2 separate regions of the Rattus norvegicus genome follow, and region 2 is linked to region 1. Evidence: chromatin contacts called from public Hi-C data. All regions are on one chromosome and are shown on one strand. Each heading gives the region's core, a stretch centred on a gene start, on an enhancer-like site or on the middle of the called end of the contact. The rest is flanking DNA. Distances are from core to core; before and after follow the strand shown. Region 1 holds the start of Spice1 (spindle and centriole associated protein 1). Region 2 holds the start of Atp6v1a (ATPase H+ transporting V1 subunit A).

Evidence for each region. Hi-C and Micro-C count contacts between places; a contact is called where the count stands out from the background.
Region 2: a Hi-C map of liver shows a contact between it and region 1, with 2.3 times the contacts expected there. The contact joins the promoter of Atp6v1a here to the promoter of Spice1 in region 1. A contact is called at or near these places in 3 of 12 Hi-C or Micro-C datasets (frontal cortex and liver).

Annotation. Positions count from the first base shown.
Region 1 is chr11:69,836,088-69,843,880 of GRCr8, forward strand. It overlaps Spice1 (spindle and centriole associated protein 1), which reads right to left and starts at 2,113. Exons shown (of 18, transcript NM_001008285.1): 1 at 2,091-2,113.
Region 2 is chr11:70,064,865-70,071,791 of GRCr8, forward strand. Atp6v1a (ATPase H+ transporting V1 subunit A) reads left to right here and starts at 2,638. Exons shown (of 15, transcript NM_001108318.2): 1 at 2,638-2,728. Naa50 (N(alpha)-acetyltransferase 50, NatE catalytic subunit) reads right to left here and starts at 1,890. Exons shown (of 5, transcript NM_001309804.1): 1 at 1,592-1,890. The coding sequence starts at 1,599. It overlaps LOC120095658 (a long non-coding RNA gene), which reads right to left. Exons shown (of 2, transcript XR_010056280.1): 2 at 4,010-6,927.

The DNA.
Region 1 (7,793 bases), core at 863-3,362:
CCGTTTGTCCCCTCCCCCACCCCCGCCCATGCTCATAGCGGATCTTTACTTCTCCCCTCTTCTACTCTTCTTCTCTCATTAAACCTCTCTCCTCGTGGAAAAAAAAAAAAAAAAGACCAACATAATTAAATACTAGTCAAAACCACTTGAGGGTGACTTTAACAAAAGAAAATACAAGTACTGGGAAGAGTATGGAGAAACTTTGAACCTTCATATATTTGATGTTTGGAATAGAAATTTACATAGGCACTTTGGAAGTCCACTGGGAAGTTACTCAAAAATTTAAACACCATTACCATGTGACCCAGCAATTCCCCTACATAAACATTCAACAGGATTAAAAACATTAGTCCCTAGAAAACCTTTAAGTGAATGTCCACAATATTATAGTTAATAGACAGAAGTGGAAACATCTCAACACGCCCATTAATTGATGACTATATAAATATATATGATATATCTATGCAATTGGGATGTCACTTTGCGATAAGGTATAAAGTACTGACATAGGCCACAATGTGGATGAAGTCTGAGTGCATTAACTATGAGAACCAGGAGGGTAGCACAGCCCTCTAATCTCAGCTCAGGAGGAGAGACAGGCAATCCCCAAAGTGGCTAGCTACATGAGCCAAATCAGCAAGTTCTAGATTCAAGGGAGAGACCCTGCTGCAATATAGAAAATAAAGAACCAAGACACCCAATAGCAGCCTCTGACCTACACACACACACACACACACACACACCATATACACTTGCAAGAAAATGTTAAATGTAAAAAAGCAAAATTCAAGTACACCATGTATAAACTACCTGATGTTAATGTCTCTGCATCGTTAATGAAAAGCCTCGGCATTAATCCCACAACTCTGGGAGACATACACTGTCTTAAGAGACAGCACAGTATTATGGCTAAGAATTCGGCCTGGAATCAGGCTGTATAGATTCACTCTTGAGCTTTGTTGAAACTAACTAGATATGTACGCTGCCCATTGGAATCCCTGCCTGACACACACTAACTCCTATTTCAGTGTAGATGACATCCATGGCAATTCTTCTTTTCTCAAATGAGGTAAATAAGGCTTAGCGAACATAATCACATTGCTCACAGTGACACAAATGACAAGGAGAGGAAGGAACTGGCCCTAGGTGTCACTGACTGTAAAGTACGTGCTAGGAAACTACAAACAACGGGTTGACTCTGTTGGTTAAAACATGCAAGTCTTTAAAAGAGAGGGAATTTTTATTTCAAATTATATTTAAAATATTACATTTTTTCCACAAGTTAAAACTCTACCAGCCTCAACCCAAGAAACAGTCATGAATCTGAAGCAAAAACACGTGAGGAGCTAAAAGCAGGGGTCAAAGGTCCATATTCCTGTTTCCCTTCCTCCAAAGGGCAGTTGTCAGGAACTTAGGAAAACAAGCGCTGTTTTTGCGTCATAACAGAGACTAGAGGTATTTTAATGACAGTAAATAGATCACCATACCCTGCAGAAGTGGGGCCTGTGTGGAGAAAATGAGGAATATTAATTGCTTCCTAATGCTAAATCCTTTCATATTTCTCAGGCTCTTTCCTGATCCACATACAAACACAGGCCTCTTCCTAGGCTTCCCCAACACCCTCACTGCCTTCTCTTCCCAGTTTTCCCTCCCACACATCCTGAGATCGAGCTCCGACCTTCACAAGCAGCGCCAAGCACCGTCTGGAACAATTTCATACATCTGACTCCCAAGCCCAAACTCTCAAGCAGCCCTTCCTTAGAAACCCTGTCCTAACTTAAAGGACGCGCCCTGTCCCAACACCAAGTACACGGCGTTCCCCAGTTGGACACCAAACATCTGGAGCACCCGACAGCCTCGGGATATTTCCCGCCAGCGGGGTGCAGGGACGCGGCGCGCGTGCGCGGGGCTCGACGTCCCGCAGGAGCACCAGGCGCTACCCGGAACCGCACTCTCGGGCTCTGCGAGGCGAGCGGCCGGCCCTATGGTGAGGACGCCTTCCCTGGGCGTCGGGACCGAGGCGGAGACGCTGGCCGCTTCTCCTCGCCCTGCGCGCGAACGTCAGGCCTTCCCCGCTTCACCCAACCTGCCTTGCTGCTGGCCGACTGCCGCCTCCACCCCGACTAAAAACTTGAGTCTCCAGAACCACAGAGCCCGCCACAGGGCAAACGCGGAAAGCGGCTTCCGGGCCGTTGCCCGGGTTACTGTAGCTCCGCCCCCACGCCTGTGCGTACATCCGGCAAGCTCCTCAGAGGCGTCCCAGAGGTGGTACGTGTGGCGCTAGGGCTGTGTTTGTTTTTGTTTTGTTTTTTTCCCGGAGTTCTCACCTAAAGGGCTGAATAATTCTCCCTTCATAAGCCTCGAGAAGTCTCCAAAAGAAACGTTGCTTTGCACACCAAGCTCCACATACCGCACTTACTTGCCTTAACTTTTGATCATTTACTAAAATATTTCTTGCAACCTATCAGTGAGCCAAACATGCTAGGTTCACTGGGAACTAAAACCAGACCCTGCCCTCAAGAAGTTTACAGCCCCATAAGCAGCAAGCTCTTGATGACAGAAATGTGTACAGTGAAAACAATATCTCAGGAAAGCTGAAATGCAAGGAGTAGTAGATCATTTAAAAAGAGCATTTCTACAGTGGGAAATTACCTATGCAAGGATGTACGTCAAATTGCAATGGAGGAGTAGTTGAGAGAACTTGATGGTTGTTGGTAGACTAGAGCCAGGATGTGCATAACTTCACAGATCATGTTAAGGACTTTACAATGAACGTCTTACCCTTGATAACTTCCCTTGAAACCCCTGACTTTCAGTTGTTAAGAAGAAAAGCTACACCTGAATCAGTGTCATCTAGGTGCAAGGAACTGCCTTCTGAGTTTCCACTCTGATTTAACGTGCGCATTCCTCTACGTAATCGTCATCATTCCTTCCTCTCCAACTTGCTGTGGTCACTTAGCAAGTTACCAGCACTGGCTCTCCTAAGTGCTTGCACTGCCGCAACTGCACATGTAAGACAAATGCCCGTGTTGATTCATGACCCCCCCAACTTTCCTACAGTTGATTGAGCATCTTGTTACAGATCCCTGCTCCGTTAATTCTCTCACTCCCCTAGGTGACAGTAATATACTTTCTTATTTATCTCCTCTAACCTCATGCCAGTCTGTGGACTTGCTTCTCATTTTGTTTTTAACACTGAATTTTAAGAAAACTTCAATCAGCTTCCATCACTTTCTGTCCTCCTATCAACATATTTACCCACAGAGTTTACCTTTTCCTTCAACTTCCGAAACCCAGTGAAACATGAGCGCACACGCACAGGCTCGGATATACATACGTGCGCGCACACGCGCGCGTGCACACACACACAAACGCATAAAAAACTACAAAGTACATATATAATAATCAAATCATTCAGAGCCAATGATAAAGAAAAAAAATTAAAAATAAATGTCCACAAGAACAAAAATAAAGATAACAATTTCTCTCTAGAAACAACTAGACAGTAGGACATTAGCATATATGTTGTCCCACTTCCTTCCTTGTTTTATTGTTTTACCCACTATATATCTTTTTAAAATGCATTTTCTTTAGAAAAATAATTAACAAACTGATTCTGAAATTCTTGTGAAAATACAGAAATTCCTACAATAGCCAAAACAAAAAGAACAAAATTTGATTTCTAAAAATGCCTGATTTTAAAACTTATTATAAAGATTATAATAGTCATAATGTCATGATATGGGTAGACAGGCATTCAAATATATCAGTGAAGTAAAACAAAATAAGCTCATACAAATGTAGAAAATTAATGTTTCACAAAGGTGAAATGGTAGCATTTAAAAATGAATCTTGCTGGAGCAGGTATATTCCCATGTGCAAAACAATGGATCTAAACATTATACTTATCACATTCAAGAAACTAATTGATAAGGATCACAGGACTGGAGATATAGCTCAGCTTGAAAAGTACCTGCTACCTAAAAAGGAAGACCTGAGTTCCATTCCCAAGCCAGGCATGGTGGTGTGCACTTGTAGCCAGGCATGGTGGTGTGCACTTGTAGTCTGTGCTGGTTAATTTTTAAATGCCAACTTGTCACAACCTGAGAAGAGAGCCTGTTGGCAGTCTGTGGGGAATTACCTTGATTATCGATTGAGGTAGAAGACCCAGCCCACTCTGGGCAGCACCATCCTTAGGCAGGCAGGCAGTTCCTCCCTGAATTGCATTTAAAGAAAAAGAAAAAGAAAAAGGAAAGAAGAAGGATGGATGAGGATAAGGCGGTTTGCAAACCAGCTAGCAAGCAGTAGTCTCAGTGTTCCTGCTGTGCCCTTCGGCTGGAAATGTGAGTTTCAAGATCTGAGATTTCGCTGGGTGGAATAGCAAATGTCAGCCTTCAATTTCTTGCCCTGAGTTCCTGCTTGACTTCCCCAATGATGAACTGTAATTTGGGAATTTTTAGCCAAGTAAACTTTTCTCCCTCGTTACTTTTGATCAGGGTGTTTTATCAAAGTAAAGGCAAAAGAAACTAGAACATAATCCTAGTGCTGGGAGGCAAAGACATGTGGATCCGTGGAGTTCATCAGCTAGCCAGTCTAGTTGACTTGAGCTCCAGGTCCAGTGAGAGATACTGTACCAAAAATAACGTTGAAGATCATGGATTAATTTGTTTGACATTTGACCTCTACCCTCCACATGTGTAAATGGACAAAAGCAGAGAACATTGAAGAAATTATGTGGGTTGAGCAAACATAATCCATAAATATAACATAAATTGGATTTCATTGAAATTGAATTTTTCCACACACTTTCTGTTAACAAATCAAAAAGCCCACAAACTAAAACAAATCTTTCCAAAGTATGTATCAGTTAAGGACATATATGCGTGTGTGTGTAATATATATTATATATAATATGCATATATATATACATATATATGTATATATATATGTATATATATATATAAAATCAAGGTGTCTGGAGCCCACAGAGTGATGCGGTCATTCCAATTCTGGATCTTTATCAAAGAGGAAGAACAACATATGACCCTACAAAGACTTATACATGCAAGACTGCAGCAACTTTATTTATAATAGCCAAAAAGTTATTATTCCAGATAAACACTCATCAACAGATGAATGGGAAAACACATTGCTATATATCTACCCAAGGAAACACTGCTCAGTAAGAAATAACAAACTATTGCTACAATAGTCTTGATGTATCTCATAGTTACTGTGTTGAATGAAGGAAACCAAATAAATAAAATATACCCTATGGTTCTGTTTATATAAAACTTGGGGGAAATGAAAGCTCATGAAGAGTGGCAGTAGGTGAGTGGTCACTTGGGAATAGGACAGAGCCAGTTAGAGATAAAAACGATATTAATATGAAGGAAGACAGAAGCTGTGGAAAAGGGTGAATATGATCCTGTCTTGGTGGCTTCACAGATGTGTGTGTGTGTGTGTGTGTGTGTGTGTGTGTGTGTGTGTGTGTAAAACAGGTGTTGTGTTTGAAAACATTAAATCGTATGCTTTAAACTTGTGGAAAGTGATGTATGTCATTTGTAGTTCAGGAAAACTATTTATTTGTCTTTCTTTGGCTCATCCTAATATGCTCCCAAACCACAAGACACCCACTGTCCAGTGGCAACTCCTAACCAGAGAATCCCCAAAGCCTTGTCTTTATTTCACCATAAGCCTATTTTTCTCTCTAGCTTTTCTTTCTTTACTTTTAAAATATTTTCTATGATTTTCTTGTTGTCGTGGAAATCAAACTCAGTGTCTTACTTCTGCTAGACAAGCACTTTACCAAGTTACAGCGGTGAAGCCTAACCTGACTTTGAGTCTATACCAAAGTCAGACAGTGATGGTGTCTAGATCTCTTGCTGTGTCAATCTCTGAATCGATGACACTTTTTATTCTCCACTGAGGTCAATCGAGAAGTCTTCAATTATTTCCACCACTCCAGCTGTGTATGATTTTACTCTGTTGTTTTATTCTTAGACAAGGACGACCACCTTGATTATCACAGTAAGAACAGACATTTTAAATATTTCCTGATTTTTAAACTGTGAAGATTTAAACTAAAATATAAGTTATAGGAATCTCTGGTCAATTCTGAGAGGAAAATCAATAGGGAAGCTATCAGTTGTGGCCAAATTCCAACCATTGAGGGGAGGATGCTGCAGAAATTGTTGGCCCAACTCTGTTGTCATCTGTGGACTAGCTGTTGACCGTTTGAACATTCAGTCTGTCTGCTGCTTCTTTTGCTTTATTCTCATGCATGGAAGAGCTTGGCCAATTCAGGGAAGACTGGAAGAGGACATTTTAAGCATTAGAGGATTCTCTAGTCTTGTCCAAAGTCAACTGTATGACAAAACTTAAACTTCCCGGTGTGTTCTCATCATGATATGATGAGCAACATACAGTACATTATATAGCAGCTACACAGGCACATTTAAAGCTATAGATCATGTTATTACATGCTACAGATAGCAGACGTGATTTAATGTTTTTACCTGCTGGGGTTGAATCTCGATTGCTCCCATCTCTCCTTTTCATGCCCACCTTTGGAATAGTAACAGTTATTCCGTGCCATCATGCAATGGAAGTGTGTAATTTTCTCCCTGATATCGAAGGGGATTGTGTTCAGGATATTTTGCACTTGAGCTTTTGAATGGTGTTCAAATTGTTAAGGTCATGGGGACTCTTAGAGATGGTATACGTGCATTTTGTACTATGAGGTGGAGGACGAAGGTAAGCAGTTATGGTTTGAATAAGAAGTGTTCTCCACAACGGTTTGTATATTGGAAGAGTGGTCCCATATCAGGCACTATTAGAGACATGACTGGATTCCGAGGACTCCGACATATTTAATGCACTAACTGTATTATAAAATGAGGCATTATTGGGAGATCAGATCTAATACGAGAAAACAGATCACAGTCAGCATGCTCTGGAAAGACATGCTACCTTCCTTTGTCCCTTATCTCTCTGTGCTTCCTGCCTGCCTTGGTGAGGCCCCTGCCACTACATTCAGTCTCATCACAGGCTCAAAGTCTCAGAGCTAACCTGGCTTGCATGGCAACCTCTTAAAAGTAACCAAGTAAGTTTCTTCTTCATTTTTATTGTTTCTATCACGTATGTTAAAGCAACAAAAAGGTCTGACAAACACGGATCTCTATTAGTCTTCTGCAGGGGACAAATATTGTATCTACAAACCCTTACATGCTGTTGAATTCAAGTTTAGAGTTACTTGTTGAGATTTGGTCTTGCTGTCTATTGTGATGCTAAATATGGCGCCCAAAACCTGGAGTCTGCAAGACCTGAGACCCTTCCCCCAAGTGATTTCTGATTGGTTAATAAAGATGCCAACAGCCAACAGCTGGTCAGAAGAGACACAGGTGGGGTTTAGATTTCCCAGGCTTGGAGTTGGGGGTTGGGGAGGGGGGGCCCGAGGAGAAGAAGATGGTGGAGGAGGAAGAAAAGGCACTATGGGTTAGGTGAGCTCAAGAGAACATGGCCCTGAGGGCTGGCCAATTAGCATTAAGAGCAGCCCAGAGGAAACATAGTAAGTAATAGCTCAAGGTTATGAATAAAAATTAGATTTTAATAACTTAGAAGGTAGATATCTGCCCAGCTCTAGTTCTGATTAAGGCTTATTGTAAATATACAGGTTGTGTTATCTTTTATCCAGGAACTAAATGATCAAGGTGGGGTAGAAACCCTAGGTCGGGATTAAAAATTTCTACAACAGTTACTTGAGTTCTGATATCAGATTTTATTAATTGCTT
Region 2 (6,927 bases), core at 1,388-3,887, 230 kb after region 1:
ATTGTTGCCAAGCTCAGTGTCAGCCTGAGTAACTTAGTGAGACTCTACCTCAAAATAAAGTGCTGAGGATATAGCTCAGTGGCAGGGTACTTGCAGAGCACTGAGTACTTTCCTTTAATTCCAAGAACTCCAGTTAGTTAATAAGGTAGAACTGCTTCAATAGTACCCTAAATAAAAGTTCAAATAAACAGCCAACACCACCACTGTGTGGCATCATTTCTATTGTCAAGTATCCTATACCTAACGAAACTGAACTAGACCCAAGATTTTTTAACCTAAACTTCCAGCATAATTTCTTAGTCTTGTTATCTTCATTGTTTTTACTATAACGGAACATGTCAAGTATGTTCTAAATGTGTAGCAATGAGTAGAAAAAAAATAAGAGTATCAAAGTGGTACTCTACTAGTAAAATAAAATTCCGAAAGATAACTGAGTCATATTTCTAAAAATTTCTAAAAGCATCCCGAATAGTGGCTCAGATGGAGCAAACATTCCCCCACCACCACCCAAAAAACAAAAAACAAAAAAACAAAAAAACCACTGAAATTAATAACTTAAAGCAAACCAGAGTTTAGAAAAAATGTCTTACATGCAGACTTAAAGTCAAAACTTTCTCAGAATCATTTCAGATATGAGGTCCCTCATTTTACAGAGAATGAGACGATTTATTTCGCTCTCCAAAAAACGATGCTGAACAATTTAACTGAAAATATTAGTAATAATTTTCAGCTGACTTAGAAAAACCCTTACGCTATCTCAAAAAGTTTAAGCTTTCTTTTTCCTCTAAAGATTGTAAAGGCAACCTCCAAAACTGGCGGTGCTAAATACTGAACAGTAATATAAATCAGTGGAAAGGAAATACTTTCAACCAAACGGGAACAGTTAAGCCAAAATAACTTCTAGCGTTACCGAAGATTTGAAAGATTAAACCTCAACTTTGCTAACGAAGAGTAAAAAAGCAGCTCCTCCTTGCACTGGGGGGCAACACACACCACTGAAGCAATAGCTCCACCTACTGATCCATGATACTTCCTTAAACATTTTGGCACCCCAAAGTCTACACCGCTGGAGTTCATTCCCCCTCCCTCCCTCCTCCACTCGCTCTGACCCAACCCAAGTCCGTTGAGTCACTAGCTCCTAGCACTCATCCTCCGTGCTCTTTATTCCAATTCCTTTTCCCTCCAGAAGGTTCTGCACGGCCCACAAGTATGAAGAAAACCGCAACGTGTCAAAGCCCGCGGCCACAGCATGGATCCCGGATTTGGATGAGCACCTGAGGCGGCTCAGTCGTGCGCTCCCGGGAAGAGGCCCCGGGCGCGTCCTAACACCTTCTCCCCGGGGTCTCATTCGGTGCACACTCGTTCTCCGGGTTGAAATCGTGGCCTCGCGCCCTTGCCTCCGCCGGCCCTTCAGCCCGCCAACAGCCGGCCTAGCCTCCGCCCCCCTCCGGGAGCCAAGGGACCGGGGAAGCCTCGCAATGTCCCTCCGCCAGGTCTTCGCGCGAGTCTCTTCCCCGCAGCGCTCCCCAAGTCCACCGACCCACGCCCCTCTCCGGTGCCCGCCGGACCCTCGCCCGCTGCCCTTCCTCACCCTTTCATCTTCTCCGTCTGCTGAGGCCGTCGTTACAGCCGCCACCAACGCCGTCGTCCTCGTCGCCCCGAGCTCTCCGCGCCCTAAGCTCAGGCCACTCAACCTCACACGCCGGCCTCTTGGCTGAGGGGACGACGAGGCCTCGAAAGCCAAGCCAGGCCCTGAAGCTCTAGAAGACGCGGGGAGATCTGCCGCCGCCGCGCTGCTGCCGCCGTCGCTTCTCCACACGTGCACTCCGGACACTCAGCTCCCGCCCGCAGCTGCCGCCAGCCAGACCCGCCGCCGCGCTGTGACCTTTCACCCCGCCCCCTCAGCGCGCCGGCGCGTCCGCCGCGTCGCGCGCAACCGCAGTGCTCGGCGCCGCCAGGACTCCACCCCCTCCTCTTTCTCCAGGGCTGGGCCTACGGTCGGCTAGCTCCACCCACCCTTTGCGACACTCCAGTGGAGCTTGCTTGGTAGGCTCCGGCGGTAAAATCCGGATTTTTCCACCCTTCCCTCTCTTTCAAACCAACAAGATCAGCCTGTCCCGCCCCCACCCACTTTCTAGACCTCCAGTGACCTTCAAATCCTCTTGTCCCCTAATAGGGTTTTACAAAATGGATTCTTCTCAATGTAAGAAAGCCTGTGGAGGCTTGCAGTAAATGTGTTTTAAATTCAAAAGGTAACGATGGGTCTGGATAATTTGGCCATCCTCCAGCAGGCAAACCTCACAGGTTTTTTTTTTTTTTGAAATCACGTGATAGGCTTATGCCTTCCAGCCAGGATTTTACTGGGGCCTTTAGAGGCGGGACTCATCGCCATTTCCGGTCCCTAGAGCGTGACTCAGCGTCACTTCCTTAGCAATGCACTTTAACCCTTGCCATCCTCGTTTTCTGTACTGTAGTTTATATAACCCAGTCATTGTGAAAAAGAAAATAACGCTTTTCCTAAATCGCGGAACCATTCACATCCAAGCAATCCGCAAAGGTTCAAGCCTGCGAGACGCAGCGTGCCTGGGGAGGGGAAGCGGGGTGGGGCTTGAGGTCACATGACTAGCTAGGGCTGACCCGCCTCCTGCAGCTGAAGACTTCCCCTCTCTCAGTGACAGAGCCTCTGGGTCCGGTCTAGGTACAGATTCTGCATTGCGAGCCCGGGCAGGTGAGGTGCGACAGGTAACTGGTGGCTGGTGGGAACGATTGACGGGGTGGGGTGAGAGTATATAGACACTGGGATGTGTGAACCGCGGCGTGCGGTGCTTGGGGCTCCTTTCGCGTTGTCCTCCTGCATGAGCGAGGAGCTCATTTTTCTAGATCTGCTGGACCCCTGACCCTTCACCTTAGTCCACGACGAGGGATTATGATGCCCACCTTTCCCTGTGTTGAGAGCGAGTGCGGCCATTATGGTTCCTTCTTTAGAGCATTTGGGGCTGATTCAGGTGGTAGAATTGTTTTAGCCATTTCTTGGGGGTCTGCAGCAAACGACGGGTCCCATTCCCCAAAGCTCCTTCCTTGGCAAAGGCCTTGGCCTGGTTGATCAGAATGGAGGAAAACCCCTGTAGGCAGAGGCGTCTCCGGTGAGACAGGCTTAGTAGGGAATGTCACTGATATGGCCCTCACTGCAGTCACACTGAAGGGCTTCCCCACAAATGTGCGTTCTCAGTGATTCTAAGGGTTTTGTCCGACATCCTTGCAGGAGAGGTTTAGTGAGTGTTTGGATGAGACTGGAAGGGTAAGAACGGGCCTTATTTCTTCGGAGAGAAGAAGGTTGTACAATCCTCAGAACAGGGTGTTGGTAATGCGACAGTCTCAGTTGAATGGGAAGGCGATGAAAGATGGTGTTACCTTTTTGGGCTGGAGACCCAGACTAGTTTACAGGAAAGTGACGAGGTTTTCCCGAAGGGGAAGTAATTCTTTGGAAACTGATCAAGCTGAAAACATAATTAATCCAAATCTATTTGCCTATAATTTAAAGGCAAGGAGAGTCTAGACATTACTGACTGTGGGTCATTCCTTTTTGACATTTCTTTTAAATCCTACAAGTTATGCCCTTCCCAATCAGTTTAAATCTGTGAAGAAATGCTTATGTTCCTAATTCACTTCTGCATTTGTTAAAGAGATTCAAGTGACCCTTCTCAGACTTGAGTGCATAATATTTTGTGAAAAGTACAGAAATTGTTTTGCTTAGGGTTGCCCAACCCTTTGTACTCCATTTTATATGCACCATAGTAGCCAATGTTTTCACCTCAAACAATGCACTTGACCAAAGGAATGTTCTTCAGTTTGGGGCTAAACTCTTTTATTTGTGCTACAAGCTTAGAAAGTTCATTGCTTTGAATCCAAAGGCCTTACAAAATCAGAGATTTGACTTTTATAACCTAAAGAATGCATTTTCTTATGTGAAATAAGATTTTTAGTTAAATCTCAGTTCTATGCAATGTAATTGAGGAATCTATTTTTTAATATCTGCTGAGGACTTGGGGATATGGTTCTTGCTTCCACTGCATGCTCGAGGCTCTTCACCCAGTCCTCATACTAGAAAGAAAAAAAAAAATAGGAAAAGGATGGAATGATTATCTTACAGTGATTGGTGCTCTTTTTTATCCCCTTCCAAATTTTCTTATCAGATTTTGTTTAAAAAGCTAAAAGCCAAAACCTTAAACTGATAACAATTTAACAAGATAGAAAGACTGGCCTATTTGCTACTTCTTACTAAAATATTGCCTTAATGATTTTGCATTGCCCAAATTACCATTGTGTGCTTGTGATCCAGACTAGACAATAGGTATGTTTCTATAACAAGCTTAAATATAGATTCTTAAATAGTTTGTTCCTTTGCATTGCTAATCATTCTGTGGTATGGATGGCACCACAGTTGGTTGAACCATTCACTTGTTGACATTTTTATTTGTGTCTGTTCCTGCACGTAGAGGCCAGAGGTGCCTTCCTTTGTTGCTCTCCCCACCTCAACCCCCCTTTTTTGAGCTAGGTTCTCTCACTGAACCTGACTCACTGATTCAGGAGCCTAGCTGGCCATTCAGCCCCAAGGATTCTTCTGTCTTTTGCCCTGAGCACCGAGGTTAAAGGCACAGTACCACACTTTACTTTTACATGGCCACCTGGGAGGCTGAACTCAGATTTTCATATGTGCAAAGCATGTGCTTTCACGACTGAGTCATCTCCTCAGCCTGAAATATAATTTTACCCATCATTTTTCCTCCAAAGTGAGAGAGAAAAAAAATTGGCACTGCTTCATGCCCATGTGACATTCCACCAAATAAACAGAATTCCTTCGTGTTTTAAAAGTCCAAACCAGTTCTGTGCAGGTGTACTGGGCTGGAGGAACCCAGTTTGAAAGCACTGAGTCCTGGTGGAGGAGAAGTTCATAAGAAAGGCTGGATGAGTCTGCAGTTTTATTTCACAGTTAATTGCTCCAGTTTTAGGGAACTCAAGAAAGCAGTACCTTAGACTTCTAATGAAATCGGGAGGATTAGCAAATCTGGAATTGGCAACCAAACAGCTAAGGAGAGTAAATATTAAAGAAGAATTTGATGCTGTATACACACAGATGGTTTGAGCGCTGGAAGGCATTTCTGATATTAATGAGATTTCTGTGTGGGTCTGGGTATAATGGCTCCCTCCTTTAATCTCTGCACTGGGTCTGGCAGAGTTCTTTGAGTTGAAGGCCAGCCTGGTCTACAAAGTGGGTTCTAGGCCAGCCAGGGCAACAAAGTAAGACCTTGTTTCATAGGTGAGAAGGCCTATGGGGGAAGGGAGAGACAGGGAAGGAGGGGGAAAGAGAGAATTTAAGGGTTGGGGCCCCAACGCCCTTTATTTCTTACTCTGAAATCTCCCTTAATTACCCTGTCTTTGCAGGGTGTCACCAGTGAACGTGTGTCCTTTCCTTTGGGCCACGGTAGCCAATTAGTCCTTTAGGCTGATATACCCAATATTCTGTATTTCTTTACTTCTCCATATAGGCTACTTTTGGTAGCTGGGGTATTCCTCAGTAAACCTCCCTGCAGTTAAAGAACAATCTGTCTCTGTTATATCTTCTGCACAAGGATGCTGAAGTGGATAGAAGAGGCCCTGTTAAAGCAAACAGAATACTGAGGGCCCTGATGGGTCGTTTATTGAATAAGCGTTGAATGATTAAAAAGGAAATTAAACTGCCTTAATTGTTACGAATTATAGTTCCCTAAAGGCTGTGCACTAAGTATTAACTTCTCAGTCCAAGTTTCCAAATCCTAAATAGAGTAGATATGAGCCTGTGTGGACTTTATTAATTCAGTAAGCACCTTGTTTCCACAGCGTGTCGCGCTTACTGATAATGGTAAGACCTATGGTTCAGCCCTAATGTTAGAGGATCTTCATTCAGTGCCTCCATTTTGGTCATGTGCCTTCTTAAGTGCAGCCGATGCTGGAAACCTCAGGCTTCCATACTAAGAAACTTTCCTCCCAAGGGTATTGTGAATGAGATAAGCCTAGATAATCAATTTGAGAGTAGTTTGAAAGCTAGATGGCAGTGAGCGTAACTTAGTATACTCAAACTTTTCCTGAATAGATTTCCCAATCACAGAGGCCTGGGATTAGGTTTTAGCCTTCCCTATCATTAACTGTCTGACCTTGGGCACTTAAAATGAAGTCTCTTTCTGTTTAAATCTAGCCCGTAGGTATTATCAAGGTAGATCATAAGTCTACAGTGGTTAGTACATACTTTATAAGTTTTTTTTAAACGGAGGTCAAGCCTAGCTTTCATCATGGTCTTCTTCCTGTCTGTTTCCTAAGTGCTGGATTACCGATATGTGCCACTCCACCAACAGAAGTTCTCACTAATTGAACGACATGCTTCAGTCATACACCCTGAACTTCTAGGAGAGATATACAGTGCCCTACAAGAGTGACAAAAAACAAAACGTTTTTGCACAAAAGGTTTCTGTTGCAGGGAATGGACTAAAATTTGAAATGAGTCTATCGTGGAAAAATAGAGCCAAAAGAACTTTTCTGGGCATGTTCTTTGAAGCTAGCCATGCTGTAACTCATATTGTTCTCAAACCACCAGACTAAGGCTAGTCAGTGTGCCTCAGCCTCCCAAGTGGCTGGACTGCAGACTCTAGTGCCAGAATATCTGGCTTTGACAGACTCCAAACTTGCTTAGTAATTAGTAGGAGCTGAGGAATAGCAGCATAATTCCCTTATTTTGGTTTTAGCTATAGTTCACTGGGTTTTTTATGTTAATTTTTTCAATGTTTATGATCATTAATGCATGGAATCGTTTTTAGGAAACTATTTCTCCACTCTTAAAGTTTGTTCAATATAAGAAACAGTATGGACATGAACTAGAGTAAGAATTTTTTCCTT